Regions from separate parts of the Mus musculus genome. Here region 2 is linked to region 1. The links are chromatin contacts, called in public Hi-C maps. All regions are on one chromosome and are shown on one strand. The core of a region is the stretch at or near the end of the contact, and the rest is flanking DNA. Distances in the headings are between cores, read along the strand shown. Region 1 has its middle 30 kb from the start of Ppp1r1c. Region 2 overlaps Ppp1r1c (protein phosphatase 1, regulatory inhibitor subunit 1C).

Region 1 (5,112 bases), core at 1,172-3,671:
CAAAGAAGGCACAGAAGGAACCCTGAGATTATTTTTGAAGGTTTGTCTACTGAATGATACACCAACAATGGGCAGCTCCTCAGATTGAAGTACATGCTGTACCATTCCTTTTTAGGAAGCGATTAAGTGATTAAAAACAAGGCCAACCACGCTAAACACTGTTCGTGAGGTAATTGCTTAGTAAGTCCATGAATTCATGATTCATGATTCCTTCTATTATCTCTACAGCCCAAAGATACTATTTTTTTAAAAAAACAAAAACACCTTTAAGTCTAAAGCAGATTCTAAGTTAGACTCACAAGCATATAACAGCGTGTGTGGGCACAGTTAGAATAATTAGGGTCATTACTTAAACCTCAGTTGTGAATATGTAGATTTATATTTGGCCAGAGATTATACCATTATTACTTATTAATATATATAAAATACAGGCATTCAAATGGAAGTAATGTTTATTCAGAGCTCTGCCCGTGAGGACAAACAGATGGCATTAATAATGAGGAAATTGCAGTTTTCCATGTGAAGGCAAACCTGCTTCTCCACTGGGTTCTCAGTGGATGCCATTCTGGCATGATGTGAGAAGGAGAGCCCTTCCCTTGCTATCAGTGCCTACCTTGGTGGCAAAGCTGCACTGCTCACTGCCCAGCTTGCTTTCCGAAATCCTTGGGGAAATCATGCTCACTTCTGCTCTCGGCTCTGTCTCCTTGGATGTGCTAGCTGTGGGTATGAACCACCCATGCGGGTACCTCTACTGGTCTCTGCTATACACCCTCATTCAAATCAACAGAGTCAGATATTCCTGGGCGGAACCTTAGAATGGAGGCAGTGTCAGGCACGAATTCTTTCCTTCCTGCCTTATTTAAGAACAGAAAAGTGTTCAAATGATGAATATTAAACATTCATATTTTTATTATTTTCTCATCTAAAATCTCATCACAGTTTTACTTATTTAACCATCCTTCCTTGTTCAATTAAAAAAAAAAAGGAATCAAAAGAACCGGTAATAAAATTTCTTTAATTTTTAAAATTTTATCTCTGTGTGTGAGTCTGTACCTGTAAGGCTGTGGCACAAGACTGAGGGTGCCACTGAGGCTGGAAGAGGATAGACATCAGCATATCACGATACTTGTTTTATAGGTATTGTTTTGTTTTGTTTTGTTTTGTTTTGTTTTGTTTTGTTTTGTTTTGTTTTGTTTTGTTTTGTTTTAAGGCAGTGTCTCTCTGTGTAACCCTGGCTGTCCTGGAACTCTCTCTATAACCAGACTGGACTCAAACTTAGAGATTCCCTGCCTCTGTCTCCTGAATGCTAGGACTAAAGTGATGTGTCATCACTACCTGTCTTTATTATTTTATATTTAGAAAAATATTCTTGTGAAATATAAACTAGAGAAAACTTTCAAAGCCTTATTTATGTGAGATGGCTCGTGCCTGTTATTTCAGCACATGATAAGCTAAGGCAGGAAGTGTGTCACAAGTTCAAGGTGAACCTGTGAAGGAATACATAGTGAGTTCAGGCTAGCCTGGTCTACAGTGTAAGACTCAGCCTCTAAAGAATATAGTCCTTGCGGGGCTGGTGAGATGGCTCAGTGGGTAAGAGCACCCGACTGCTCTTCCGAAGGTCCGGAGTTCAAATCCCAGCAACCACATGGTGGCTCACAACCATCCGTAACGAGATCTGACTCCCTCTTCTGGAGTGTCTGAAGACAGCTACAGTGTACTTACATATAATAAATAAATCTTTAAAAAAAAAAAAAAGAATATAGTCCTTGCAAAGGAAACAAATTAAGACAATTACTGTTTATGGAGTGTGTGTGTGTGTGTATGTGTGTGTCCATATGTGTGTGTGCATTCGAGACCACAGGTGTGTCACTGAGTGTCTCCTTATGTCATTGGCCACCTTGTTTTGGGGCCCATGTGTCTCACTGAGGCTGGAGCTTTGTAGTCTCAGCTAACGTGGCTGGCTACTGAATTCTAGGGACATACCTGTCTCCCTAGCTCTGGGATTGTATGCATAGGGCACCACATTGATGTTGGGAATCCAATGTAGGTCTCCATGCTTTCCCAACCAAGCCATCTCTCCAGCCCCATTTTATTCTTACTATGAACTCTAAATTAAATGAGTTGACTTACTATTATAGCATGTATATTGCAAACAAAATATATTCAAACTAAACTGTAATTGCTTTGTGAAATGTTCAGAATGTTAGATACTAATTGATGTATGGTAGCCAACTGACTTTGAACTTGATGTAATTCTGAAAGGCATCAACTCTGGAATAGAGTAAATATTCAATTGCTAGATATTGGAAATACCTTAGACTGTCATTTATGAAAACACTTTAGACTAGGCACTATCTTTGGTAGAAGGAAATGGGCAGTTCCAGCCAAGAGATGAGTAATGGAGTGACATTTAACTGTGACTTGTCTAAGAGACAGAATCAGGAAGTGTGGATATCTATATTTCATGACCTTGACATGACATCTCTTACCTATACTAAAAAGAGAGCACTTTTGAGAGGTGGTGCCAACTGCCAACTTCCTGTTTCTTGTTCAAACAAGAAACATTAAGGCATCTTCAAAACATTCTGGTCCAATCCTAGATAAACCTCCTGTCACAGTAAGTTCTCCACAGCCTGTCTGTGGGGTTTTAAAGTTGCTTAGCTGAGATTTCATACTGATTGCCAAAAAAGTTAAGTAGTTTCTGGTTGTTTATCTTGAGTTGTGGGAATGACTACCAGAAGTTTTTACGTAAGTATGTCATGTGGGATTTAAAAAGAAAAAAAAAAAAAATGTTGGTCCTGTAGAAATTGAGACTGGTATCTACTGGGAAAAGGAAAGAGGCAGGAGGAGGTGAGATGTCTGAGCCCTTAACTGGCTGACACGAGACTCTGAATCCCCAATACTGACAGGAAAAAGGAGGAGGTCACAGATGAGGCCTGAGTTACAGTCATAGTAGTGTGAGAAAGTACACACACTGGAGTGACTAGGTGATGCACTGCATATTTAAAAAGAAATGATAAAAATAATTTTAAATATTTTAACAAAGTAAACAATAGGAAATATACATTTAACCTGACTTAAATAATGTACACATCATTTGAAATATCACATAGTACTCTGTAATGTATATGATGTTTATGTATATATGACTTTAGAAATAAAAAAAATCAAAAGAGAACTTTATCCATTCAAAGCCTACAGCTTAACAATTCCTTTTTTTATGAAAATAAAGTTCTCCTTGAGTAGAAATAGGTACATGAATTTATTATAATCCTGAATTTAGTATGGTTTTGTTTGGCAAGAATATGTAAGAAACAAAGACTATAGTTATATCTGCGTTTAGACATATATTTAGTCACAGAGGAACATGAAATAATACAGAGTTTTAAGTTTTTTTTCCTATAATTTGATCATCAGGAATAAGGAATATATCCCTAAAATCGATGTCCTTATACAGTTATTTTTTTCTCTTTCTATAGCAAACTGTGTTTTCTGAATATGAGTCCAGCAGTACCCCCCATTTTCTCTTCTGAAACTTAGTTATTTTTTCATTCAGACCTGGAGTTTGGGGTTGGAGAGATGGCTCAGTGGTTAAGAGCACTCGCTACCCTTTCAGAGGACCCAGCGTCCGTCACTTTCTGCCATCTACACTGGATGGGTCACAACCACTTGTAACTCCAGTTCCAGGGGATCTGATGCCGTCTTATGCCTTTATAGGCACCTGCACTTGTGAGTTCATATAAGTATATATTTTTAAAGGGATTTAAGTCTTCCCTCTGCAACTGTTTGTGTATCTATGGCTGCAGAGGGACAGGGAAAGAGGAGGTGAGAGCCTGCTACTGTCACAATTATGACAAGATAATGTCGTGTGATTTCATGTTATTCTCATTAGATGCATGTTCTCTGGGTCTCACCTACTGTTCTGGAACAGAAAGATGAGCCTTGGGAGAATGAGCCGTGAAAAACAGAAGCTATGGCCTCCGGCTCTAGATATATTCCTGTGCAGTTGACTGCACCACATTGCCGATTCTGGGAGCCAGTTATACCGAATGTTCTTTCCAGCTTTCAGTTAAGTCCAACCCCGCCTGGGGAGGTGACGTCACATTAAGTAGTTCCTGCCAAACATTGGCAAAATTGTAGGTACATGAATACTAGTTACTGTTTGGTATACTCATTTGGAGATAGTTTATGCTCTTGTTGGATTTTGTACCCAGACGCGAGATGCTGCCGTAACCAAAAGCACGGACATTAGCTTTGGGGTGGCATTAGTGGAAACCAAAAGTCCTCATGTAGAGTAGTGGGAATCTGAATGGCTTCAAGGCAGGTTCAGTGAAGGCTCATGGGAAAGTGAGGAAGACATTGGAAGGTAGAAGAAGGTTAAGACTGGCTCCTCTGATGATAACGTGGAGTCTGCCCTCATAAACATCTGTGATAATGCAGCAAAGAAGAAATGTACAGGGGCTGGAGCGATGGCTCAGGAGTTAAGAGCATTGGCTACTCTTCCAGAGATCCTGAGTTCAAATCCCAGCCACCACATGGTGGCTCAGAACCATCGGTAATGGAGTTTGATGCCTTCTTCTGGTGTGTCTGAATAAATGTACAGTCGGGTGAAGTATACAACATAGCAGCTAGAAAAGAAACTGAGTGGGGTAACCCAGAAAGACAAATATCAGATGTTCTTTCTCAAATGAGAAAGAAGACCCCTGCTCCAAATATTCTGATAGAACTGTATTCCTTACCCTTTGTCAAGAAAACTTCTCTTCGCAGCAATTGAAGACCATTGCAGAAAACCAAAACCAATCAAAGTAACAGAGCTGCAGAGCCCAACCCTAACCAATACATCTACAAAACAAGATCCACATATAAGGTTTAGGGGACATTTCTAAAAGAGGAGACAGAGGATTGTAAGGGCCAGAGGATCAGGGAGTTTGCTCTAAGACTGTGTCTCCTAATAATGTCAGAAGCTAGACCAATAAAGTCTCACCAACATGACTGTCCTGATTAAGTACAACAACCATAGGTATGCCAAATTGGACAGGGACTGACCACAAAACCTCAACCCTGCACCAAGAAGTACAGGCAATTAAGACATGCTGAGAACAGGAGAAATAG
Region 2 (4,964 bases), core at 1,994-4,493, 97 kb after region 1:
ATCTTCCTGCATTTTTCTTTACTTCCTTCACACAGAAGTTTTCCTTAAACACTCTGAAGTTTAAAGGAAGGAGTGGATACATCAAGATCCTTACAAAGAAGTTCATCTGGTTTGCACTGTCAAGGGATTAGTCTTGAAGCCATAGATGGCTTTTCATTGAGAGTGGGGGGATCTTCAGCCAAGTTAAACCACTATTATTGCCACACACAACCACATTGCTAGGTTTTCTTATGAGGTACTCTAGAACGTAGTTAGTATAGCAACAATAACTGCTCTGTGCCATCACATCTGGGGAAAGTATGTCGCCCAGCTTTAAATTCTTGTTACCTATTAGGCCTGTGAAACACCACAGTCTGGGCACCCTGCTTCAAATATGCAAGAGGTTTTCCTTTGAGGCTCATTTAGTGACAAAGAAATTCTGGGTTTTGTCTCAGTTTCTAGCAGTTCTTAGAAAAATAAACATATTTCATGTCTTGAACATTACAACAGGATAGTGGTTACATTTTATTAAAATAGCATTTTTGAATAGACAACAACAACAACAAAATACCCAGCCACAATGTTTTGTAATTTAATTTAAAACATACTTCATTTTTAGATGAATTTAGGTTTCTAATTTATATTATTTGTTATATTGCTATTTGACTTGCAAAGTCTACCTCTGTGGGAATTGGTGTGAATCTTTGGAGAAAGTTTCCAGCATCTCCAAAATTTCTAGAAATCACGGATTTTGATCTAGGATAAAACAGAATAAGAGGTCCCTTCCCCTTCTATTTGTTTACATCATATCCCCCCCTTCTCTTTTGTGCCTCCCTCCCATCTTTCCCCTGTTCTTTTCTTCTTGACTGATTTACATCCTACCAAGACTAGCTTGGCTATAGAGCGAGGTTGCACTTGCTATCCTCCTGTCATGGCTTCCCTAGTGCTGGGGTTTCAGGCACATGCCACCACTCACAGCTTTGAATTTTTCTCTCAAAATCATAATAGTACCTATTAATGCCTTTGATGTTATTGAACACACAATATGTAAAAATCACGGCAAGGAATTGGAAGGAAGGGATCTTGGATCTGTAATTTCCAACACGGATTTTCTTTCATGCTTCGAGTCCTGATGTTTAATAAGGTCACCTCACATCTTCTAGTCCTAACACTATTCCCTTAGGTAATTGCCCCTCTACACAATAAATTAATTAGCACTTGTGAAATATTTCTTTCAAAATATTTCTCTATTGATCTTTCACAATTCTGTGTGCCTGTAGCATCTTGCTTATGATATTTTCTTCAACGTTCCATTTCCTCCCCTGCTATTAGGTAACTCGGGTCTTTAAAAACACACCTGTAAATACTAACATGAAGAGATGTGGGAGAGAGATTCATTTGGCAAATGTTCTTAGCCTATTAGAAAAAGTGGATGTCTATAGATTCCTTTGTACCAATGCTATTCATTCTAAAAAATTGTGAAAACAACAAAAAACCACTTTTCTCTTGGATTTTCTTAAAAGGTGGCAGAGAAAGGGTCCTTTAGTTATGATTTAATTAATCTTCCATAATTACTTGCTATATTAGTTATTTTTTTTTCATTGTTAGGACCAAATACCTTGCAAAAACAACTTAGTGGCTTGTAGTTTCGAGGGTACCATGCACTTCAGCAAGCAAGACCTGGCAGCCGGACTGGTTCTGTCCATGATAGCAGGAACTGGCTGCAGATGGTCTTATTGCTGTGGCACACAGACTGACAGATAGACAGGAAGGAAGGAAGGGAGAGAGGGAGGGAGGGAGGGAGGGAGGGAGGGAGGGAGGGAGGGAGGGAGGGAGGGAGGGAGGGAGGGAGGAAGAAAGGAAGGAAGGACATACTGAACCAAAACCAGGACTGAGCTACAACCTCTAAGCCCACTCCTAGTGTCCGACAGCCAGGTCTCACAAGCCAAAGATTCTGCCACCTTCCAAAGTATCAATACCAGCTGGGAATCAAGTGTTTAAACGTGTAAACCTGTGGGGGGTGCTTCAGATTCAAGCCCTAACATGTGAGCTTTGTTTCCTAGACGTAATGTAAACTTAAGAAAATCTTCTAAGTTGAAGTCAAGCCAGAAATGAAACCTATGTGTGTAAGAACTAGATTAAATTTCATGGCTGCAACAACAACAACAACAACAACAACAACAACAACTGAAGTCAGGCAATGCTTCAAGGTTTAGATAGTGTAGACTTTACATTATACCACTGTGCGTGAGTGTGTGTGCGTGTGTGTGTGTGTGTGTGTGTGTGTGTGTGTGTGTGTACCTATGAACTTAAGAATGTATTTCTCCATCAGGTCTCTGTGTACCTTATTTTCTTATTAGCCTGGGGCTTACTGATGAAACTAGAGTAGCTAGCTAACGAGCTTGTCTCTTCCTCCTCAACACTGGGATTACAGGCATGTACACCACTCCTGGATATTTTTGTGTGTCTTTCAGAATGAAATTCAGATCCTTACGTTTGTGTGGCAATCATTTTATTGGTTGATCCCCCTTTCCAGGCCCAGGCTGCCTGCTTTAGAGTATCAGGACGTTTCAAGTTCTTATGTGACTTTTTAAAAATTAAGATACATGTTCCCAGATCTCAAAGCTGACAGGGAGAAAGCTCTAAAAGTTTTGATTTTAATGAGCATCAGTTTTAATTATCGATAGATTGAATTTAGTTTTAGAAATATTGGAAAAGGAAATATTGCAGAGCCTGTTGTCAACTCTAAAAGTGTACTTTCATTTTACTAGGATGAAGTAATTTTGTTGAATCTTTGGAGGTCTTTGCTTTTTGTATACACATTCCTAGTTTATAGACAGGTATTTTAATCCTTTCTGATCCCTGAGTTTATATATGTATCTATATGTGTGCATATATACTTATTATAAATATATATATATATACACACACACACACACATATATATATATATATATATATATATATATATATATATATATATATATACATATGTGTGTGTTTGTGTGTGTATATTTTCACATAATTGCATAATTACTCATTAACTTGAGCAGATCCCTTGGAGCCTCTCCAGTGTGTGTTCCAGTGTGTGCTGGATGAATACTGTTCCTCTGCACCCTGGTAATTGGCCAACAGATCTCCCGGGAATGTTTTGGTCTCTTATATAAACACTCCAGGAACAAGGGGCCACGACTCTGTGTTTTATTCACTGGCAATGAGACCTGAAGGGTTTTACACAAAGTTCTCATAGCATGTGAAGAACGAAGAGCTTGTGAGGAGAGCGCCCTCTGCTGGTACTTAAGATTTCAGACGTTCTCTTGGAAAGTAGTGCTTAAGAAATCAGAACAAAATGTATTCTTTTCAGCACAAAATGGGCTTACACTAAATGAATAGTCAGCAGAAGGAGTTCTTTAGTTTTGGTGTCCTTATATTGTGAGACACACTCTCTCTGTATCTTTTACCTTCCAACTATTTTGTATGCCGATTGGATATTGCTTTGCTTAGAAACTAAAACCCAAACAGGGTCTAGACATGGTAGGCAGGTTATTTATTTTTATGGTTTTTGTTTGTTTGTTTGTTTGTTTCCTGACTAACCCTAACCAAAGCCAGCTTCACTATCAGCTTCTTACCCTTGAAACTCTCTGGACTGTCACATACTAGGGCATTATTCTCAAGTCTGAAGCTACCTTTATTCTGTACAAAGGAATAGCACACAAACCTGGGATGGTCTTTTTCAAACTAACTAACTTCCTGTTCATTTCTTCTTTAAGACAATGATGGTGGTCTTCACTTGCGAAGGTCACAAAAAGAGAATGGAGTAAGAGAAAATTGAGCCTTGACGGTTCTAATATGTGTAATCTTTAAGCAACATATCCCTCACCAACTCCAACCAAGTTTCTCATTTATTTCTTTAACGAGGAGAAACTAGTTTAAAGGGAGTCATAATGAACTAACAAAATAGTGCAGACCTGGCAAGCAGCATAGGCATGCTAACTGCACTTTCCACCATTCCTGGGAAGACTAGGTTTCACAGAGACTCAGACTGAAAGCTAATTTCCTGCCCAACACTCTGCATGGCCATGCAACACGCTCACCCATAGAAACTCCTTGTAAAAAGTCAGCACGTGACTACTCCCGTTACATAATCAAAATTTATTTATTTTTGGTATAAAGAAAATATCTGGGGAGTGGGGTGTTAGAGACATGACTCGAGAACACTGAAGCCAGGCGGTGGTGTCGCACACCTTTAATCACAGCACTCGGGAGGCAGAGGCAGGCAGACTTCTGAGTTCGAGACCAGCCTGGTCTACAAAGTGAGTTCCAGGACAGCCAGGGCTATACAGAGAAACCCTGTCTCAAAAAACAAAAAACAAAAAACAAAACAAACAAAGAACACTGGTGCTTTTCCATAGGACCTGGGTTTGATTCCCAAGACCCATGGGGCAGTTCACAGCCTTCTGCAACTTCAGTTCTAGGGACTCCAATGCATTCCAGCTTCTGCAGGCGCGGCACACATGTTGTGCACAGATACAAATGCAGATACAACACCCATACACATAAAAATCAATCTTGAAAATTAAAAGATTCAAATTAGAGTAACCCCTACATGCAGAATTTGTCCTTGTAACGTTTCGCCAGCAAAACACACTCGGACAACCAGATCCTTCTACGGCAAAGCTTTATTGCTTACTTCTCAGGAAGACCCCGATCCCGGAAAAAGGAGCTGCTTAGGTACCCCTCCTTGTGACGTGTCAGCTCCTGATTAGCTGCTCACTCATCACCCTACTGCTACGTCCTGAGATGGGCAGTGACTTGGCACGAATTTACCTCAGCACCTGCGCACATTGCTTGTTTACTAGTTAGGCACTGAGGAAGCCAGCGCCATCTTGTAATGGCGATTGCTCACGGCTCTCCACAAGAATTATCAGGCCCCAACCCTTAAATAAAACCATAAAAGAAGATGGATAAACAGTATCTCCCACAGA

What was found. Hi-C and Micro-C count contacts between places; a contact is called where the count stands out from the background.
Region 2: a contact with region 1 is called in a Hi-C map of bone marrow-derived macrophages, with 6 times the contacts expected there. The contact joins two enhancer-like sites. A contact is called at or near these places in 1 of 15 datasets of contacts at CTCF or cohesin (pro-B cells), 29 of 484 Hi-C or Micro-C datasets (the C2C12 cell line, the G1E-ER4 cell line, bone marrow-derived dendritic cells and 18 more) and 2 of 115 datasets of contacts at active chromatin or transcription factors (acute myeloid leukemia and bone marrow-derived dendritic cells).

Annotation. Positions count from the first base shown.
Region 1 is chr2:79,675,395-79,680,506 of GRCm38.p6, forward strand. No RefSeq gene overlaps it. Among named protein-coding and RNA genes, the nearest start is that of Ppp1r1c, 30 kb to the right of the region's middle. Within about 2 kb of position 2,422, at least 16 of the 459 cell types and tissues checked have an H3K27ac peak or open chromatin away from gene starts, as enhancers often do. A contact at or near this core is called in bone marrow-derived macrophages, where this site is marked.
Region 2 is chr2:79,771,393-79,776,356 of GRCm38.p6, forward strand. The region is part of intron 4 of Ppp1r1c (protein phosphatase 1, regulatory inhibitor subunit 1C); the gene reads left to right. Among named protein-coding and RNA genes, the nearest start is that of Ppp1r1c, 66 kb to the left of the region's middle. Within about 2 kb of position 3,244, at least 12 of the 459 cell types and tissues checked have an H3K27ac peak or open chromatin away from gene starts, as enhancers often do. A contact at or near this core is called in bone marrow-derived macrophages, where this site is marked.